Linked DNA regions of Danio rerio: regions 2 and 3 are each linked to region 1. The links are chromatin contacts, called in public HiChIP or PLAC-seq maps. All regions are on one chromosome and are shown on one strand. Each heading gives the region's core, a stretch centred on a gene start, on an enhancer-like site or on the middle of the called end of the contact. The rest is flanking DNA. Distances are from core to core; before and after follow the strand shown. Region 1 holds the start of slc18a2 (solute carrier family 18 member 2). Region 2 holds the start of ptena (phosphatase and tensin homolog A). Region 3 holds the start of pdzd8 (PDZ domain containing 8).

Region 1 (3,443 bases), core at 617-3,116:
AATGAGTCCCTAGTTTTATCTTATTGGCGACATGTTAAAGCTAATTAATTTTAAGGAATGTGTCTTAAGCGCACAAGATACCATTAACATGTTTTATTGATTGAAGTCTGGTGGTTTTTAATGTATTTAATAGCATTTTTAAACCATTAGAGCCTCTTCTGTGTTTGTTTTAATCATTATTGTATTCATTCGACTTGTTCATAACCTGTTCAGAAAACCACAGATCAGATTTAGACAGCTAGAAACGCTGTTTAACACTTATTTGCTCGAAAAAGTGCAGTGCGACGATTTATCAAGCTGTATGAGACCACATTTGACCTTTCACGTGAACAATTGGGTCTGCTTAGATGCGTTTGACATTATCAAGCGTAAATAACCCACAGGGACACCGTGTGCGATAACGCTCGAAAGCCTCTTCACTCAACACTTGTGCCAAAGAACGACAGGTTCATTTTTCACTTGGGTCCATCTGTATTTACACACACACAACGTATTCATCGTGTGTATTTCTAGCTTAATTGCCGTCCCCGTTTCTTGGCTCGCGGACGTGAGAACAAATAGAGACAGTTTAGCGCGCGTCAGTGTCACATTCAATGAGAGAGCGCGCGCGCGGATGGAGATCGGGCAGCGCTCGAGGACATGATACCTTAATTCAGGGACAGTTTGGAGTTTACAATCGCGTAGCATCGACAAATGCATTTCGTGAATTGTCTGTCGCGTATTAAAATGTTAGCCTGTTATTTCACTTTTTAATGCATTTTTAAGTTGGGGAAATATTTTTAATCAAACATCAATGTTTACGGTTTTAACGTGTATTCATCAGCCTAATTAACATACACATTGTTACTGGATCAATAAGGGTGTTCAACCAGGAATAATCTACAATCTTGGTTAAATCACGCATATTCTAGTCACATTATTATACGCCGTCGAGAATTAGAAATATTTTTCTTCTGCTTTTTTTAGTATGTGTAGCCTAGAAATGCATGCATAAATAATGCATAAATAAAATATAGCAATTTAATTTTAAGGTCCGTGCTTATTCGACTTTTTGAGAAAAATGGAAACCATCTATGTACTGGTTTTAATGGTTACATTTATCTAGTTTGTGATATTTGTATTGGAAACCATAGATAACCAAGATAACCAAGATATTATGTGATGCTCTGTTGTTTTATTTTCAGCAGGACTATTCAATATTCACTGACAATATATGAGGTGATATATATAATGCCTTATGTTTTTTAGCACTTTGCATGCATGTTTGGTGTGTGCTCGCACATGTAACAGGTGTGTGAACAACACAGCACTCACCGACCACCGTCAACAGCATGTTGTCCAAGAGCAAAGCAATGAAAACGATCAACAGAATCAGCCTCCGAGACTGTCTTTCTTCTCTTAGCCATGTTAATAAACTAAAATCTCTAAGAGCATCAAATAGTCCCATTTTAAATATAAAAATCCAACTGCCAGAGAGCGAGGGAGAAATAACCTGCAACAGAGCAAGAAAACGAGTGTCAAAGACCACAGTGACATCTAATAAGGCAAAATGTGTTTAATGATCCTGCAAAGAGAGGCGCCCGAGGAGATGGCCATTGTAAGGAAAACGACAAATATTTAAGTATAAACAAAGCATTAAAATATAAATGCGTGCACTTGAGCACTCTGAAAATTATAAACTACCAACTCAGTTTTTATTTTAAATATAAGTCTAAAATTATGGGCTGAATTATACATCGAAATAGATATATTCAGAATTTGATCATTCTTACCTTATAAGCACATTTGCATTGAGCTTTGCTGTCAGATCCCGGGTGAAAGGCACGCTGGATGCGGAGCGTTTTAGTTGCTTGACTGGTGTTTGACGTCACGCTGTTTCACAGAGATCTCAAATGGGGTGTGCTGTGCCACGAACGAATTAACCATCACAGTCACACACACACACACACTCACACACAAATAAAAGATAGACAGGACCACCTTATTTGCTTTTATTTTGTATATTTTACCCATTTATTCAAAACATATACCAACATATGTTTGAGGTCTTCAGAAAGTTCTCTTTAGGAAGTTCTTTGAAGGCTATGCATGCTTTTATTGTGTGCAGATAGAATAGTCTCCACACGGTCATGTATGTGCTTTAAGATTATGATGCTGTTGTTTTAATCAGCTTGACTGGTCTTAGGAAGTTATTTACAGAAGGAAAGCTGCATTCACTTGTTGAGTTTAAACAAACTGTTTGGCATCGGTAAAGTATCCAAATGCATCATCTAGTTTAACCAAAAGTCTCCTTTTCAGCAGTTTTACATTAGCGCCATCTTGTGGCGGTGGAAGATATGAGATGTTACATTTATTATTTTGGTTTTTCAAGTCTGTTCCTGGAACTCCACTGTTTTGCTAATTTCCTCGCCAACGCTAATAAAACACACCTGAACCAGGTAACCAAAGTCATTAAAATCACTAGAAACTGCTGGTTCAACTCAATTATAGATGATTGAGTTCATAAAATGAAAGGTTCTTAAATGAAAGCAGTTTCCATAAAGAACCTTTAACATCTATTGAACATGTCAGTTGCACAAAAAGTTAGCAATAAAGGTTTCTGTAGATCGAAATGTACTTTATGCTAAATTGGCTAAATCGGGTGGTTTGGAAGACCCACCCCACACTGACAATGGTTCAGAATCTGTCTCATACATGAGCTTATTTGTCTTACTTTTACTACTATGCCAACATAAATAGTGAAAATAACCTATTGAAAAAGGCTTTAAGACTGCTGGCTGTCACTTCAGTGTAACTTAAGCTAATCAGGTTTGGCCAACTCTAACAATTACTTTTCATGAGTCCAACATTTATCTGTGAAACGCAAGCTAAGTCATCTTCCGCTACTGTATTGTTTTTAAATACAGAAAATTTTACAAGTAACTAAATATTATTATTTATATTTTAATACTTTTTTATTCAAAAGGCCAAATTCTGACTGAGGAAAATTGAATGCGCTGGCCAGTTTGATATTTACCTATTGAATGTGTAACGGAGGGTCTGACACAGAGGGACCCATTTGCGGTATATTTGTTAAACAGAGTTTAATACAAACAGCACACAGATGTTAAGCGTGTGCAAACTCACATAAAACACAGTTGTAGTTAGTCGAAGGGCTGGCGGCTGGCTAACACAAGGTGAGTATTCAGGCATGGGTCAAAGGCAGGCGGCGAGGATCAAAGTCAGGATGCAGGCTAGAGTTCAGGGAAGGTAGCAGGCAAGACAGAGTCGAGATACAGTCTAAAATTGTCAACGGGGAAAGCAGGCAAGGATCAGGGAACGCTCAGTAGTGTTAGCCAGGGCAAAACAAGACTTTGCACTGAACTTCTTCTTCTTCTTCCTGGTGTTTATTGGCGGTTCGCATTCTTATCAGAGCATTACCGCCACCTACTGTGGGTTATGGA
Region 2 (3,443 bases), core at 628-3,127, 120 kb after region 1:
TGCTGTTAGATGTGTATTATCTCTTACTTAAATAAGGACTGCTTTAATAAAAAAAATTTTTAGAATTAAAGTAGCGTTAGCTTTTAGATTTTTAAAAACTTTATTATGTAGGTTCAATGTATTTTTTGTAATTCATTTTTATTTTAAAACTTGTTTAATAATACTTTTGCAGCTTTAATTTAATTAATAAAATGTGTTAATAATATAGTTTTATATTATATAACATATAAAACATAAAAAATATATTTGAATAACAGAATTTTTTCTCTATTACTCTGCTGTCTGAATTGATAACAGAACTGTTAAATTTATTTACAGTCTATTTATGGATAGTACATTATATTTAAACTATTAAGAAGTAAAACATTAGAAGTAACACACCACACACACACACACACACACACACACACACACACACACACACACACACAAACAGAGATAGTGTTATCTTTGTTTAAACACTGTTGACAATGTTTCATGTGGTTTTGGTTGTAAGGCCTCAGTGGAAGGAAAATGAAACAAGGGTCACACCATCATATATTCAGAAAACTTCACCTTGAAGCCTCACAGTCAACCCAAATTTTAAAAAGCAGCCATTTTACAAAGAACAAACAATGTTGTGTTAGAGTGCTTAGCATTTTAAATACAATTATTTGAGTTTTAATAAAATTAAATAATTAAGATGAGACTTCTAGGTGAGATTTGTTGTCATGTTATTAAAATGTTAAACCATCATGGTCTTTTTATAATGAATAGGCCTAGGCTACTTTTCCTACATACCTGAGACTACATTTTTATTTAATTTTTCTATTTTTTAAAATGATTTACCTAATAATGGTTGCGTTGGAATATTGCCATGGCCACTTGAGTCAAAACGGCTGACAATCACTGATTTAGTTATAAAGTTAGAAATGAGGTTATTCTATAGTTAGAAATGCAACGAGAATGCAAAAATATGATTTATAAATCTTCATCATGGACCCCCTAGAGTTCTCTGAAGGACCCTCGAGGCTTAGCTGTAGAAATCATCCTGGAGAATATAGGTTACTCACTCTATTGGATGTATGGGGGGTGAAAGCAGCGCTCCCTCCGCACGGAACGAAACAATGTACCGACAACCGTGCGCGCACGTGACCGCTCTGACAGCGAGACGCACTGCGTACATCCTCAAACGCATATCCTTCCGCTCATATCCTTCAACGCGAATTTTGCTTTGTCAACACTGCGCTGTGGAACGCATCTCATTGTCCTTCTACGCTGCCTGCTTTAAAAGTTGCAATTTTTTCTTTGCTAATATTTTCAAAAGAGACTGTTTGGATGGTTCATTTTCATCATTAAACGGCACGCGTCCGCGCACTATTTCTGCTCGTGGCGCAAGATACCTTCTTTTTTTCTGGGTAAACGTGCCGGATCTACGTTCTTTTTTCCTCTGTGGGAAGCCATGATGGCAGTTTGAGAGCGGAGCTGCGGAGCACCCTGAGGAGAGATGAGTCCCGCCGATAAACCGCGCATCTTCACGCTTCTCCAACGGCTACCGTCGCACATCTAACACGCAGTTCAGGTGGAGACTGTCAGTTGTATTTTTCGTGGAACCAACTCGGCCATCCAACGACGACGATGATCATTCGTTAGGAGGGTTTTGAGGGGGGGTTTAGCAGTGGTGGCTAGCGGGCGATGCTAGTCGGGAAAGGCTCGCCTGTGTGTTTTCTTCTTCGCGCGAAGATGGAGAGGATTCGCTCCTCTCTTTGGACCTGATCACGGCGCGCGCGCCGGACACACAGACTTCTGCCTTACTATTATTGTTATTATATCGGATGCGTTCCGGTTTGACCGGGCCGCGGGATCGGAGGACCTTTTCAGCAGCTCGGAGGACTGAGCGATCGGGACCGGGAGAGTCGGGCCTGCTGCGCCGGAGCGGATAGAGGCCCGTCTGCGAGAAACTCTAATCCGGCCCGCTGCGCAAGACCCACCGGGCCACACATACACAGTCAAGGGTGAGCGAGGCACGGAGCCATCCCGAGCAAACATTACCCCCATTCTGACAATAAACCGGAATAAAACTGAAGTGTTTTGAACTGCTGTCATGGCAATGACTGCTAAACTAAAAGAAATAGTCAGTCGGAATAAGCGGAGGTACCAGGAGGATGGATTTGATTTGGACCTCACTTGTATCCTTGCTTGATATTTTCTGTCTGTGTTAGTTATACATATGTGTTATGTCTTTAAAACGTCACGCTTTAGCGAGGTGAAGCTGTAACAATACGACTTTCTTATTTTTAAGACTTTTTCTATCTTGGCTAAAAACCTTTTTTAATGCTTAGTCATGACGCACTTGCTCTGTTAATAGTGAAATACTGTGTTTAACCTCACTTAGTGGGATGGCCGTGCTCAGATATCTGGTTTGACAGCATCAAGGCTGTAATGGCAGACAGCTTCCTTCCAGACAGGCAGAATTACATACAGTATAGGAGGCCCTGTCATTTTGTGTAATCGCGGCGTGTTTTGCTTTTTGACAGCTCCTGTATGTGCTTAGCACAACAATGACAGTAGTTTGCTGAAGAGATTGAACAAATCAGAGTGTATTGACACCTCTGTGATTTCTTGTACTCTCTAATGACAGTGCTATTGATCATGTAAAGACATGAGAGGTCTATTCACTGAAGCTAATGGATAATGCAGTGCAGTCATTGTGTTTAAACATTGCTATTCTTAGAAATCTCTGAATTCACTGATTTGCCAACACAAGATCGCCCTGTTACTTCATGGCCAAGAAAGTGTCTGACATCTTTATCGTATCAAAAAGGTAATTACTCATTCACTTGGAACCTGCCTCGTCATCACGTCTTAATGCTGTGGGTGATGATAAATTGTGGTCATGATTCTGATGTCTGAACGATTAACATTTTATTTATTGTACCTGTATTAGCGGTTGACCGATATCAGCCACTGAAAACCCTTTATCTAGAAATCTCTCTGGTTAGTGGCTGATAACTCTCTGTGATGTGCTCATAAATTTATTTTCGTGCTAAATTAATTGGGATTTTGAAAACAGAAGTGACTAAAACCAGTTGACAAAGTTGTCAGATGGTTTAGGATCTAAAAAAGCCAAGCTCTCTCTCAAATAATGGCCAGTTAATCACCCTGGCTCTTGACCTATTATTATTACACAACAAAATGAAAGGAATATTTTATTTTTCCAAGCATTTACATGCCTCAAAAAACAGAACTCTGGTGGAAATTCCCTTTTGATCGTAAACTCATCATGACTGTTGAAGAAGTTATATATTTTCATTTGCTTTAAGACCTCTCCTTTTTCTGTTAATCGCCTCTTGTTTGGCTGATGTGTGCAAGCACTGAATATGTGGGTAAGGTGTGAGCTACTCTAAGCAGATGTGATTGTTCTCATGCAGTTTTTGCACTAGCGAGTGGCTCAATTTTACTGC
Region 3 (3,443 bases), core at 290-2,789, 110 kb before region 1:
AGGATATATTTACATGTTTGCACTGAGTAGTGAGATGCACTTAATCTCATCGCACATGTGTAAAATGCACATTGTATATGTGTACAGTGACAATAAAGGGCATTCTATTCTATTCCATATTCTATTTATTATTTCATAAACAATGTTAGGTAAACATAATAATAATGTTTTTGCACTATATTCACATAAAAAGGGTGTCCTCATTACAATATTTACAGTAATGATGCTTAAATATTAATCAAAATAATATCCAATAAAATTTTAATAGGGTACTACTACTACTACTACTACTACTACTACTACTACTACTACTACTACTACTACTACTACTACTACTACTAATAATAATAATAATAATCATCATCATCATAATGGGATGACACGGTGGCTCAGTGGTTAGCACTGTTACCTCACAGCAAGAAGGTCACTGATTCAAGTCCTGGCTGGGTCTGTTGGCATTTCTGTGTGGAGTTTGTATGTTCTCCCTATGTTGGCGTGTGTTTCCTCCCGATGCCCTGGTTTCCCCCACACTCCAAAGACATGCACTATTGGTGAATTGAATAAACTAAATTTGCCATAGTGTATGAGTGTGTATGGGTGTTTTCCATTACTAGGTTGCAGCTGAAAGGGCATCCGCTTTGCTGGATAAGTTGTTGGTTCATTCCGATGTGGTGACCCCTGATGAATAAAGGGACTAAGCTGAAGGAAAATGAATAAATAAATTAACAATAATAACAAAAATAATAGTAGTAGTAGTAGTAGTAGTAATAATAATAATAATAATAATAATAAAATATAGCATAAGTCCTTAATGGAAGTAATTAAACTCTAACAAAACACTTTGATACTGATATGTCAAACGAGATTTTAATTATTTTTATTCCTTAATTATTAACACAATAAAATTGTTTGTGGATAAAATCATCAATATGCTAGAAAATACTTTTATAAGTAAGAAATAATAATAAACATTCTAGCCGAAACTCAACAATAATTCTTTTATATATAATTAGTATTTTTCGCAATATTGTTGTATGAAAAGTATGCCATATTAATGTATAAATTGAAATATAAGGACATTTAATTTTTGCACAAACATTAGCTACAGATATGCTTTAATTTAGAAATAAAAATAGGTTGAGTATGGGCCATTTAATTAATATAAATAACAGCAATTCTAACAGACATGCTTACTACATTCCTGTGTTATCGTCATTGTATTTTCGCATTTCTTTCTATATTTAGGCTATTGTATTATAGTAAAAAATACACAAATTATATAAAATACTCGACAATTTTGTATTATATAAAAACTACTTATATAAAATAATACAAATTGATAATGTAATAACATTTATTTTTCATGATAACACGAGAACAGTTCATATTCAGCTTAAAACCTTACAGTACTTGTTTCTTGTCAATAATATGTGCATTAAATGTGTCGCGATCAAAGCCATTCGGTCGCAGCCCGGCAGATGCCGTCATGACGCAGGGCTTTCAGCGCAATGACGCGACGTTACGTTCCACCAATCGGCGGCCGTTTTCCGAAGCCCAGGAAAGGAGCAGATGATATGGCAGCTTTGTGAGCGGCCAGGTGGAACTCGCTTTTGTTTAATCGGGCTGACAGCGGAACATGAGTACACTCTAACCCGCAAGCCGCAGCGGGGGATCCGAAGATGATATACCTGATATTACTGTCTGCCTTCTCCGGGGCCGTCGTCACGCTCCTCCTGCAGCTCTTACTGCTGTACCGGAGGAGCCCCGAGCCTGTCGCCAGAACAGTGCAATATGTCAAAGTAGTTCCTGATCCTGCGCTCAAGGATTATTTTAGCAGCCAGCAAGCCGATTCAGCGCCGCAACAACCGGACAGCCCGTCGCCAGTCTCCAAACAACCGGAGGCCGCTTCTCCCAAGCAACAAGAGACCCCCGTCCCCGGCAGCAGCCCCAAACAGCAGCCATCCTCGCCGCCACCGCCTTCCCTGAGCGACCCTCAGCACAGCTCCAAAGCCGAGACATGCGACTTCCTCAATGCCATCATTCTGTTTTTATTCCGAGAGCTCCGAGACACGCCGGTCGTCCGGCACTGGATCACCAAAAAGATCAAGGTAGAGTTTGAGGAGCTCCTCCAGACCAAGACTGCCGGGCGCCTGCTGGAGGGGCTCAGTCTGCGGGATGTTTCCCTGGGCAACTCGGTGCCCGTTTTCAAAACAGCCAGACTAATGAAACCCGTGGCTGTCAACGAAGACAACATGCCGGAGGAGCTGAATTTCGAGGTTGACTTGGAATATAACGGCGGCTTTCATCTGGCCATCGACGTCGATCTGGTTTTCGGTAAATCGGCTTATCTGTTCGTCAAGATGACCCGGGTCGCAGGCCGCCTGAAGCTGCAGTTCACCCGCATGCCTTTCACGCACTGGTCCTTCTCGTTCCTGGAGGACCCGTTGATAGACTTCGAGGTGAAGTCTCAGTTTGAGGGTCGTCCTCTGCCTCAGCTCACCTCCATCATAGTCAACCAGCTCAAGAGAGTTATCAAGAGGAAGCACACCTTACCAAACTACAAAATAAGGTAATGTCTTGCTTCAGTAACTTTTGGCTTAACGCTGAATTTTTTTATTAAGTTTTTTTCTGGGATCTCAGGCGTGGAATGAATATGGTCTTGTGGGTCAATCATTGTACTTGATCCTAAAAATCATTCCTGAATTAAGGTTTATTTTGTGGCTGTGAGGTGTGTGTGTAAGAGAGACAGCTTTTGATGACTAGTGTTATTATGTTTAATGGTTTGTGATTACTGAAATGTCAAACCAATTTCTAAATATTATTTCCTGTTTTTGGCAAGTAGTTAGATAAAAGATTTGGGATATGCACATATTAGCATTGGCTGATAAATACTAATTTTTTTTTATTTTGGATCATGAAAAAGGATTAAATTATGGATTTGATCCACTTAATATGTGAAATATTGTAGTTGTAGTTAGCTTCAATCAGATTTTCCATATCGGTGCATCCATGAAAAATGCAATATACTGTAAATAAATGTTTTAGAAAGCAGAATGAACGATACCTTTAGTACTATAAAGTCACAATAAAAACAGTAATCTTACCATTAGTAGTATTATGGTTCCAGTACAGACACACATATACAAAAACTAGACCAAAGGTGTCAAATCCAGTTCTTGGAGGGCTGTAGCTCTGCACAGATTAGTTCCAATCCTAATTAAACTCACCTGATCAAAGTAATTGAGTCCTTCAGTTATGTTTGAAACCTATAGTGTGCTGGAGCAGAAACTTGAAACTAAGCTGTGCAGAGTTGCGGCCCTTCAGGAACTGGATTTGACACCTGTGAATTTATTAGAAAAACTCAAAATATTCACTTTCATTCCCATACATAGATGCACTTTTATTGTTTCTGTTGTTACACACAGTTTTACATTTAAAATCAC

The links. HiChIP or PLAC-seq counts read pairs in DNA pulled down with a chosen protein or histone mark.
Region 2: an H3K4me3 HiChIP or PLAC-seq map of embryo shows a contact between it and region 1, with 2.7 times the contacts expected there. The contact joins the promoter of ptena here to the promoter of slc18a2 in region 1. A contact is called at or near these places in 2 of 4 datasets of contacts at active chromatin or transcription factors (embryo and pancreas).
Region 3: a contact with region 1 is called in an H3K4me3 HiChIP or PLAC-seq map of gastrula embryo, with 4 times the contacts expected there. The contact joins the promoter of pdzd8 here to the promoter of slc18a2 in region 1. A contact is called at or near these places in 1 of 18 Hi-C or Micro-C datasets (hematopoietic stem cells) and 2 of 4 datasets of contacts at active chromatin or transcription factors (embryo and gastrula embryo).

Annotation. Positions count from the first base shown.
Region 1 is chr17:25,134,548-25,137,990 of GRCz12tu, reverse strand. It overlaps slc18a2 (solute carrier family 18 member 2), which reads right to left and starts at 1,866. Exons shown (of 16, transcript NM_001256225.2): 1 at 1,773-1,866; 2 at 1,315-1,492. The coding sequence starts at 1,447. It overlaps LOC137488938, which reads right to left. Exons shown (of 4, transcript XM_073928518.1): 4 at 3,361-3,429.
Region 2 is chr17:25,017,480-25,020,922 of GRCz12tu, reverse strand. ptena (phosphatase and tensin homolog A) reads left to right here and starts at 1,877. Exons shown (of 10, transcript NM_200708.2): 1 at 1,877-2,168. The coding sequence starts at 2,084.
Region 3 is chr17:25,241,792-25,245,234 of GRCz12tu, reverse strand. It overlaps pdzd8 (PDZ domain containing 8), which reads left to right and starts at 1,539. Exons shown (of 5, transcript XM_684682.11): 1 at 1,539-2,569. The coding sequence starts at 1,680. It also overlaps a transcript of pex13 not described here.